2 separate regions of the Ovis aries genome follow, and region 2 is linked to region 1. Evidence: chromatin contacts called from public Hi-C data. All regions are on one chromosome and are shown on one strand. The core of a region is the stretch at or near the end of the contact, and the rest is flanking DNA. Distances in the headings are between cores, read along the strand shown. Region 1 has its middle 120 kb from the start of MIR30A. Region 2 overlaps LOC114116445 (a long non-coding RNA gene).

Region 1 (4,032 bases), core at 1,261-3,760:
ATCATAAGGAATTTGATTTAGGTCATACCTGAATGGCCTAGTGGTTTTCTCTTCTTTCTTTAAGTCTGAATTTGGCAATAAGAATTTCATGATCTGAGCCACACTCAGCTCCCAGTCTTGTTTTTGCTGACTGTATAGAATTTCTCCATGTTTGGATGCAAAGAATATAATCAATCTGACTTCTGTATGTCCATGTGTAGAGTCTTCTCTTGTATTGTTGGAAGAGGGTGTTTGCCATGACCAGTGATTTCTCTTGGAAAATCTCTGTTATCCTTTGCCCTGCTTCTTTCTGTAATCCAAGGCCAAGTTTGCCTGTTACTCTAGGTATTTCTTGACTTCCTATTTCCATTCCAGTCCCCTATGATGAAAAGGGCATCTTTTGGGGGTGTTATTTCTAGAAGGTCTTGTAGGTCTTCATAGAACCTTTCAACTTCATCTTTTTCAGCATTACTGGTCAGGGCATAGTCTTGGATTACTGTGATATTGCATGGTTTGCAGTGGAAACGAGCAGAGATCATTCTCTTGTTTTTGAGATTGCATCCAACTACTGTATTTTGGACTCTTTTGTTGACTATGATGGCTACTTCATTTCTTCTAAGGGATTCTTGCCCACAGTAGTAGATATAATGGTCATCGGAGTTAAATTCACCCATTCCAGTCCATTTTAGTTCGCTGATTCCAATTTGTCTGCTGCTAATCAACCATTCGTGGGGTATTAGGTGCTTTCCTAGTCATAGGGATGCTGTTGAACAGGATATACTCTGTGATGTTGAGGGGCAAACAGATGAACCCCCAGGGACTTCTGTCCCCTGGTCTTCTTGCCTTTGTCCTGTTCTCATGTGGAACAGATGCAGCCTGTGCAATCAGTAGCTTAGTGCTAGATCACCAGGTGTCACCTCTCAGTCTAGGTCCTAAAACACACTGCGGTTTCTGTCTTTCTTTCTCTGGGATCATTTGCTCTTGTGCACTCCAGCAGCCCTAGGAAGAAGTCCATACAGGAACTGGGACACTTTCCTGAGAGCCAACAAAAACCTGCCAATCCTGTCTGCCAGCTGTCTTGAAATCAGGTTTTCCAGCAACAAACTGTGGAAAATTCCGAAAGAGATGGGAATACCAGACTACTTGAACTGCCTCTTGAGAAATCTGTATGCAGGTCAAGAGGCAACAGTTAGAACCAGACATGGAACAATGGAGTGGTTCCAAATTGGGAAAGGAGTATGTCAAGGATGTATACTGTCTCCTTACTTATTTAACATATATGCAGAGCACATTAGGCAAAATGCTGGGCTGGATGAAGCACAAGCTGCAATCAAGATTGCAGGAAGAAGTATCAATAACCTTAGACATGCAGACCACACCACCCTTACGGAAGAAAGCGAAGAGGAACTAAAGAGGCTTTTGATGAAGGTGAAAGAAGAGAGTGAAAAAGCTGACTTAAAACTCAGCATTCAAAAAACTAATATCATGGCATCTGGTCCCATCACTTCATGGCAAATAGATGGGGCAACAATGGAAACAATGACAGACTTTATTTTTCTGGGCTCCAAAATCACTGCATATTGTGACTGCAGCCACGAAATTAAAAGACACTTGCTCCTTGAAGGAAAAGCTATGACCAACCTAGACAGCATATTAAAAAGCAGAGATATTACCTGGCTAACAAAGGTTTGTGTAGTCAAAGCTATGGTTTTCCCAGTAGTCATGTATGGATGTGAGAGTTGACCATAAAGAAAGGTGGGTGGGAAGTTATTGATGCTTTTGAACTGTGGTGTTGGAGAAGACTCTTGAGAGTCCCTTGGACTGCAAGGAGATCCAACCAGTCCATCCTAAAGGAAATCAGTCTTAAGTATCTATTGGAAGGACTGATGCTGAAGCTGAAGCTCCAATACTTTGGCCACCTGATGCGAAGAGCCAACTCATTAGAAAAGGCCTTGATGCTGGGGAAGACTAAGGACAGGAGGAGAAGGGGACAACAGAGGATGAGATGGTTGAATGGCATCACTGAATCAATGGGCATGAGTTTGAGCAAGCTCCTGGAGATGGTAAAGGACAGGGAAGCCTGGCATGCTGCAATCCATGGGGTCACAAAGAGTTGCACACAACGGAGTGACTGAACAACAGCAGCAAGCCCCAGTCAATCCTCCAGAGGACTGAAGCTCTGACTGACATCTAAAGGCAACCTCACCTGAGACTCAGAACAAACCAGCGAAGGCATTCCCAAATTCCTGCCTCGGAAAGCAGTGTGAGGTAATAACTGCGTTTGTTTTAAAGTTGCTATGTTTGGGTAATTGATCATGCAGCAATTGACATAATATACAGGAAGTGATCAAATAAACACATATACAAATGAACAAAATAATTTCAAGAATAGTGTTAGGAAGAGGGTAAAATAGGATGCTGTAATAGACAGACGATGGAGGGGATGCTGGGCTTTTGTCTTACTGCAGCTGAGACATTCCTTTTCATGAAGATGCCACCATGGAGAGGTCTAGGGGAGGCAGCGGAGAGAAACCCCCAAACAAACCACAATAGGAGCAAAGCCTTGAGCCAGGAAAAAGCTGGGCATCTGATGGACAGAAAGAAAGGCAACTTGGCTGGAGTGCCATGAATTAGGGAGAAAGTTGAACATGAAGTATGAGGCCTAATATGAAGTAACAGGCAGGGCCAGATCACCCAAAGCCTTGGAGGTCATGGGGAGCCATTGAGGATTCCTAAACAGAGGAGCCTGGGGGTCTGAATCACACTTCAGAAAAATCTCTGGCTGCTGTGTGGGCAGTGGATCATCACAGGGTGGGGAGGCACCCAGTTAGAGACAGATGCCATTGTGCTGGGAAGAGCAGTCGCCGCTTGAACCAGGGTGGCAGTGGAGGACGTGGGTGGATTTGGGAACTTTCTGAAGGCAGCTGGCAAGACTTGCTTGTGGGTTGCGTTCGGAGTGTGAGGGAAAGTGTGATCCAGGACAGCCCAGAGTCATGGGACTCGTGGTTGAGAAACCACTCTTGGCTTCAATTTTTAATCTGGAAAAAAGAAGAAAGAGAAGAAAAAGTAATAATTGAATCTATGCTTGTGAAATGATACCCTCTATAGGGAATTTCTTTAAAAAATATTCAGCACTCTGTATCTTTAAGAGAGTCTCACTACTAACACCCTCACTCATGTTCTTAAAAGCTTTTCTTTGCTGGAGAAACACCTGGCTGGGGGAAGATGTGATTCACGAGGGGTCCCTGCTAAGACCCGAGGAGGTGGACTAGGGGAGATCTCATCTAACCAGTGTCCTTAAAGGAGAAACTCATTTTCCAATAAAAAGATTGCTTTTCTTTGGAGAAAGAAATACACTTAGGGTTACAATTATGGAGGGGCTCTTTTCTCTTAAATGTTTGTGCTTTATGGGGACTTTAAGATTTTCTGGGCATTGGTTATAGTTACTGCTTCATGAAGGCAACAGTAAAATGCAGCCTATTTCTCAATTGTGACATTCTTTCCAGCGAGGAAATTTGGTTCTTTTAAACAGTAAAATAAAAATGCAGTTTTTGCTGTTGTGTATCAAGCCCTGTGCTTAGGAATGCGGTACCTATTTTTAAAGCTGGCATGTATTTCTGAGAATAACATCAAGATTCAAAAATGATAAGGCACACAAATACATGGGCTGTTTATGTTTGAAGTGAAGTGAAGTGAAGTGAAAGTCGCTCAGTCATGTCCGACTCTTTGCGACCCTATGGACCATAGAGTCCGTGGAATTCTCCAGGCCAGAATGCTGGAGTGGGTAGCCTTTCCCTTCTCCACGGGATCTTCCCAACACAGGGATGGAGCCCAGGTCTCCTGCATTGTGGGCGGATTCTCTACCAGCTGAGCAGTTTATGCTTGAGAAACTAATACAGAATTCTCTTCCTGATCCCTCAAGCCAGGGACTATCATGGGTCACTGGGACTGGATCATGTTTCTGCCCCGTGATTCACTCTGCGTTAGCTGTTCTCATTCACACACACAGACCCCAGCTACTTAACACCCAGTTAAGCACCTGTTCTGAAAGCA
Region 2 (4,000 bases), core at 189-2,688, 150 kb before region 1:
GAAGGTCAGTACATATTTCAATAAGCTTTGGAACACTGCACTCATGACTAAAAGTGAAAATCAAGAGACATCCTGGATATTTACTCAGAATAACTAAAAAGCTATGGAAAAGCGCATGGGTCATCCTCTTCCTACTTGGAGCTGTTTTTGTATTTACTCATATAATCTGTGTCTCCTGGCAGAAAGCGCAGTTTTAAACATTCACAATAACTGTTTATTTGAGGAGACTGGAGAGCCTTGTCTCAGAGGGCTTCCTGGAGCCTGGAGGCAAGGCCTGAAAAGGTTGATGACTTGCCCGAGCCAGAGTTGCTCAGCCAGCACTTTGGCTGTGCAGTCAGTCTGCTGCAGCAAGCCCAGCTTTTCAAATACTTCCTTGAAATCACATGCTAAACCAGTTGATTCATACACCAGGGTTGTTTTTTTTTGTTACACTTACATGAGACAATTGTTCCTATTGTCTTATATTTTGCACTCAGCAAGAAGATGGAATTAAAAGTTCCTCTAATACCTTTAAAGCAGTAGAGTGTCTTTTATTAATAGCTTAAATGATCAGCATTGTTGATGTATCAAGACAACATATGCAAGCAGCTATGTCTGCATTTGCTTCACAGCGAAGCAGGCATCAATTATTTTACACCTTTAAGGGCTTGCTATATTAGAATATACCAATTTAAATATGCTCCTTGCAAATAAAACTTATCTATATTGGTTAGAAAAAATAACAAGAGAGGGACATAAATGTTGGGTTAAATCTAATTCTAAGACTAAGCTACTAAACAAATCTTTGATTTAAACTATTTACAGAGAACAAGAAATGTAAAAATTATGGGTTTTCTGGGAAGGTTGAATCCAGGAGTTAGTTTTGGATTTTTCTTAAAATTTTCCTTACTACATTATATCTGTGTCCTCAAAAATCCAGTCTTTTCTCAAAATGTGTAACTATAAAATATTCTGGTTTTAAATAGCAGGTCCTATTAATAGTGTCCATTATTGCCACACTTGAAGCCAAACTGGGGCTCCAACCTGCAAACACCTTGACAAAATAGCAAGTTTCAGGACTCCAGAACTTTTGCTTCAACAAAAGCTAAACTCAGTGTAGAAATGCTGTTCAGGTTAATGGAGATTATCGGCCTTAAGGTGCTTTACCTTTTGTTGCTTTTACAGAGCACCTACAGTCACCTGCAAAATGTAGACTCAGCTGCATAAGTAAGTTACCAGAATCTTCATCTCTTGGGTTTATGGTAAACTTGTTTTTCTTTCCTCCAAATAATGTTAGACAGGTCAAAGATAAATCTCACAAATTTGTTATGTTTGTTAGCATGATCAATTTACTTCTTTCCTTTTAGCACTGACCTCATAAATAAACACTGGCTAGGACCACATACACGACACATGTAAGAACACTCCCGGGCTGCTTCTCTAGTTGACTTCCAAGGCAGAGAGAGTAAACAGCCTCCTCCCAGCTTTCTCACTGTGCACAGCTGAGAGTGTAGGGTGTTTACAGTATCTGGCCCTCAGTGCTCTCTGGGGCGGGGCTGGCGGGCAGCAGCTCAAACCTCGGGAAACCCAGCATTGTTTCAAGATACCATAAAGTGTCACGGGAGAAGACCAGAAACCATTCATGGGACTAAATTATGGTTCTCTTAGGGGGTGTGCTCTTCCTACCTTCTATACATTAGGATTCTCCTGGGGTCTACTCATGGTTTCTCGTTAATGTGGGATTTTCAATATTCTATGATTTTTCAAAATGGTCTCAAAAGACTCACACACCCCTTAAACGGTGTACCTTTCCTTTCTGGGTGCAGAACCCAGCTGCTCACTTTCTGAGCACTACGACTTTGCCTCAGCTCACTCTAGCCTGTAACTGAGCAATGGGCTTGCAGACAGAAGGCCACATGTCAGGTTAATTACTGAAAGTTGGTTACTTTAATCATGGGCTATGTAGCCGTAAGTAAGTAAGTGTTAGTCGCTCAGTTGTGCCCAACTCATTCTGACCCCATGGACTGCAGCCCACCAGACTCTGTCCATGAGATTTTCCAGGCAAGGATACTTGAGCAGGTTGCCATTTCCTTCTCCAGGGAAGGGATCTCCCAACCCAGGGATCGAATCCAGGTCTCCTGCACTGCAGGCATATTCTGTACTGACTGAGCTACAAGGGAGGCCCTATGTAGCCACAAATTCACTCAAACAAACAAAAGTAATTGTAAGACATAAGTTATGTGTATACAAATGGCGTACTGCAAACTGCTAACATCATGCTGAAATTTGTTTTAAAAAAATGTAATATTTGGAAGGAAGCAGACCTGCAGTTAGAGGCGTATCCATGAGTGGAGTTAGCTGACACCTGAAATTCTTTCCTATGACACGTTTATTCCAAAGGCTCTTGGACTTGATCTATGATGAACACAATGCTTGTGTGACAAAGCAAGTCAGTACTGTGTATCACAGGACAACCCTCTGTGATAGAAGAACACCACACGGTAAACCAAAGAGGCATCCGATTTCAAACTCACCAGACAGTGCACGCAACTCATTCACTCGACAAACACGTGTGGGTGCCTATCACACACCACCAATGTTCTAAACTCTGAGTGATGAGAAATGAATGGGATCATCCCTGACCTCATGGAAGACACAGCCTAGTCTTCAGCACAGACACATGAGCTGTTGTTCGAGTGTGACAGGCACCGTGCTGGGTCAGAACATGCTTCTCAGTCAGCAGAGGCCTGGGCTGCGTCTTACAGGGGGAATGAACGTAATCGAGGGTTGATGGTGCACGCGGGGGGTCGGAAGAGGTGGGCAGGGAAGGAGACAGTGCAGCTGCGAGTGTCTGAAGAACAGTCATTCTGCAGGGACCTTTGAGAATCCCACAGATTGAAGCCAAATGTGAATGTGGGTGAAGGTAGGTGAGGGGAGGGCAGGACAGAGGGGGATGACATGGGTCCCCACACCCACATGCTGGGCCAAGACATTGGGGCATCCTCCCCAAACTAGGAGGCAGCCAGGCCTGCACTTGTGAGTTGACTCCAGCTGCCAGGCTGCAGGGAAGGGAGGTTAGGTAAAAGATTCCTGCAAGCGGGTGGAGAGGTGTGTGGGACCCTAACTCAGGGCAGCAGCGTGAGGACACCTAGCAAACGAACCTGAGAACCAGGAAAGATGGAAACAGCAGTGCTCAGGGAGAGGCTGGCTGAGGGCATGGGGGAATCCAGGCTGGGGGTATGGGGCACAAGGCCTTTCCTGGGGGAGAGGGGGCATATGAAGCGAGGCGTGCAGGAAGGAGCTGGGGAGAATTCCAGCTAGCACATTCATGGATCTGTGCTGGAAGCCCATGAAGCCATGTGGAAGGTGGGTTTAACTGTTATAACTGAAGGGATTGCGGCCTTGTGAAGGACTGACCCATGCAGGCCTGTTCTTTATTCTGCTGGTTCTGCACTAGACCAACCCTCCAGCTGGCATAGGCCCACACGCTCTGTGGCCCCCACGGGTCACCACCACCCCTAACACGTGCTGGCTGCCCCAACCTAAAGTGAAGGTCCATTCCTCTCTGACCATCAGGGTACCTGATATACTTCTACCACAGTGCTTACACTTTATTGCAAATATTGATATCTGATATTGATTTGTCTGTCTCTTGATTCAACCATTTCATGTCATTTCACTTCATTAAAAAAAAAAATTCAAAATCATATAGCCAGTTTGTTTAACAGAAGGGAAGTTCCCAGTAAGTGTTTGGTGAGTGAAGCAATGCTTGAATGTGTGATGCCATCTGCCAGCTGGCAATCTGTTAATACTTCAGAGATAATTATTCAGGTTTTAGATTGCCAGGTGGCAGATTTACCAGTCCCTGAAACTTTGTTTTGAAACTTCCAAATACTATGGTTCCCAGGTATCCACGAGGAATTTGTTCCAGGACTCCCTCAAATACTGAAATCTGCGCATGCTCGAGTCACTTACAAGAAATGGTGAAGTACAGTCTGCCCTTGGAACTACAGGTTACCCC

What was found. Hi-C and Micro-C count contacts between places; a contact is called where the count stands out from the background.
Region 2: a Hi-C map of retroperitoneal adipose tissue shows a contact between it and region 1, with 2.5 times the contacts expected there. The contact joins two enhancer-like sites. A contact is called at or near these places in 10 of 16 Hi-C or Micro-C datasets (hypothalamus, liver, mixed tissues and 5 more).

What each region holds. Positions count from the first base shown.
Region 1 is chr9:2,472,414-2,476,445 of ARS-UI_Ramb_v3.0, reverse strand. No RefSeq gene overlaps it. Among named protein-coding and RNA genes, the nearest start is that of MIR30A, 120 kb to the left of the region's middle. Within about 2 kb of position 2,510, at least 6 of the 54 cell types and tissues checked have an H3K27ac peak or open chromatin away from gene starts, as enhancers often do.
Region 2 is chr9:2,625,944-2,629,943 of ARS-UI_Ramb_v3.0, reverse strand. LOC114116445 (a long non-coding RNA gene) reads right to left here. Exons shown (of 2, transcript XR_003590365.3): 2 at 1-4,000. Among named protein-coding and RNA genes, the nearest start is that of MIR30A, 37 kb to the right of the region's middle. Within about 2 kb of position 1,438, at least 5 of the 54 cell types and tissues checked have an H3K27ac peak or open chromatin away from gene starts, as enhancers often do.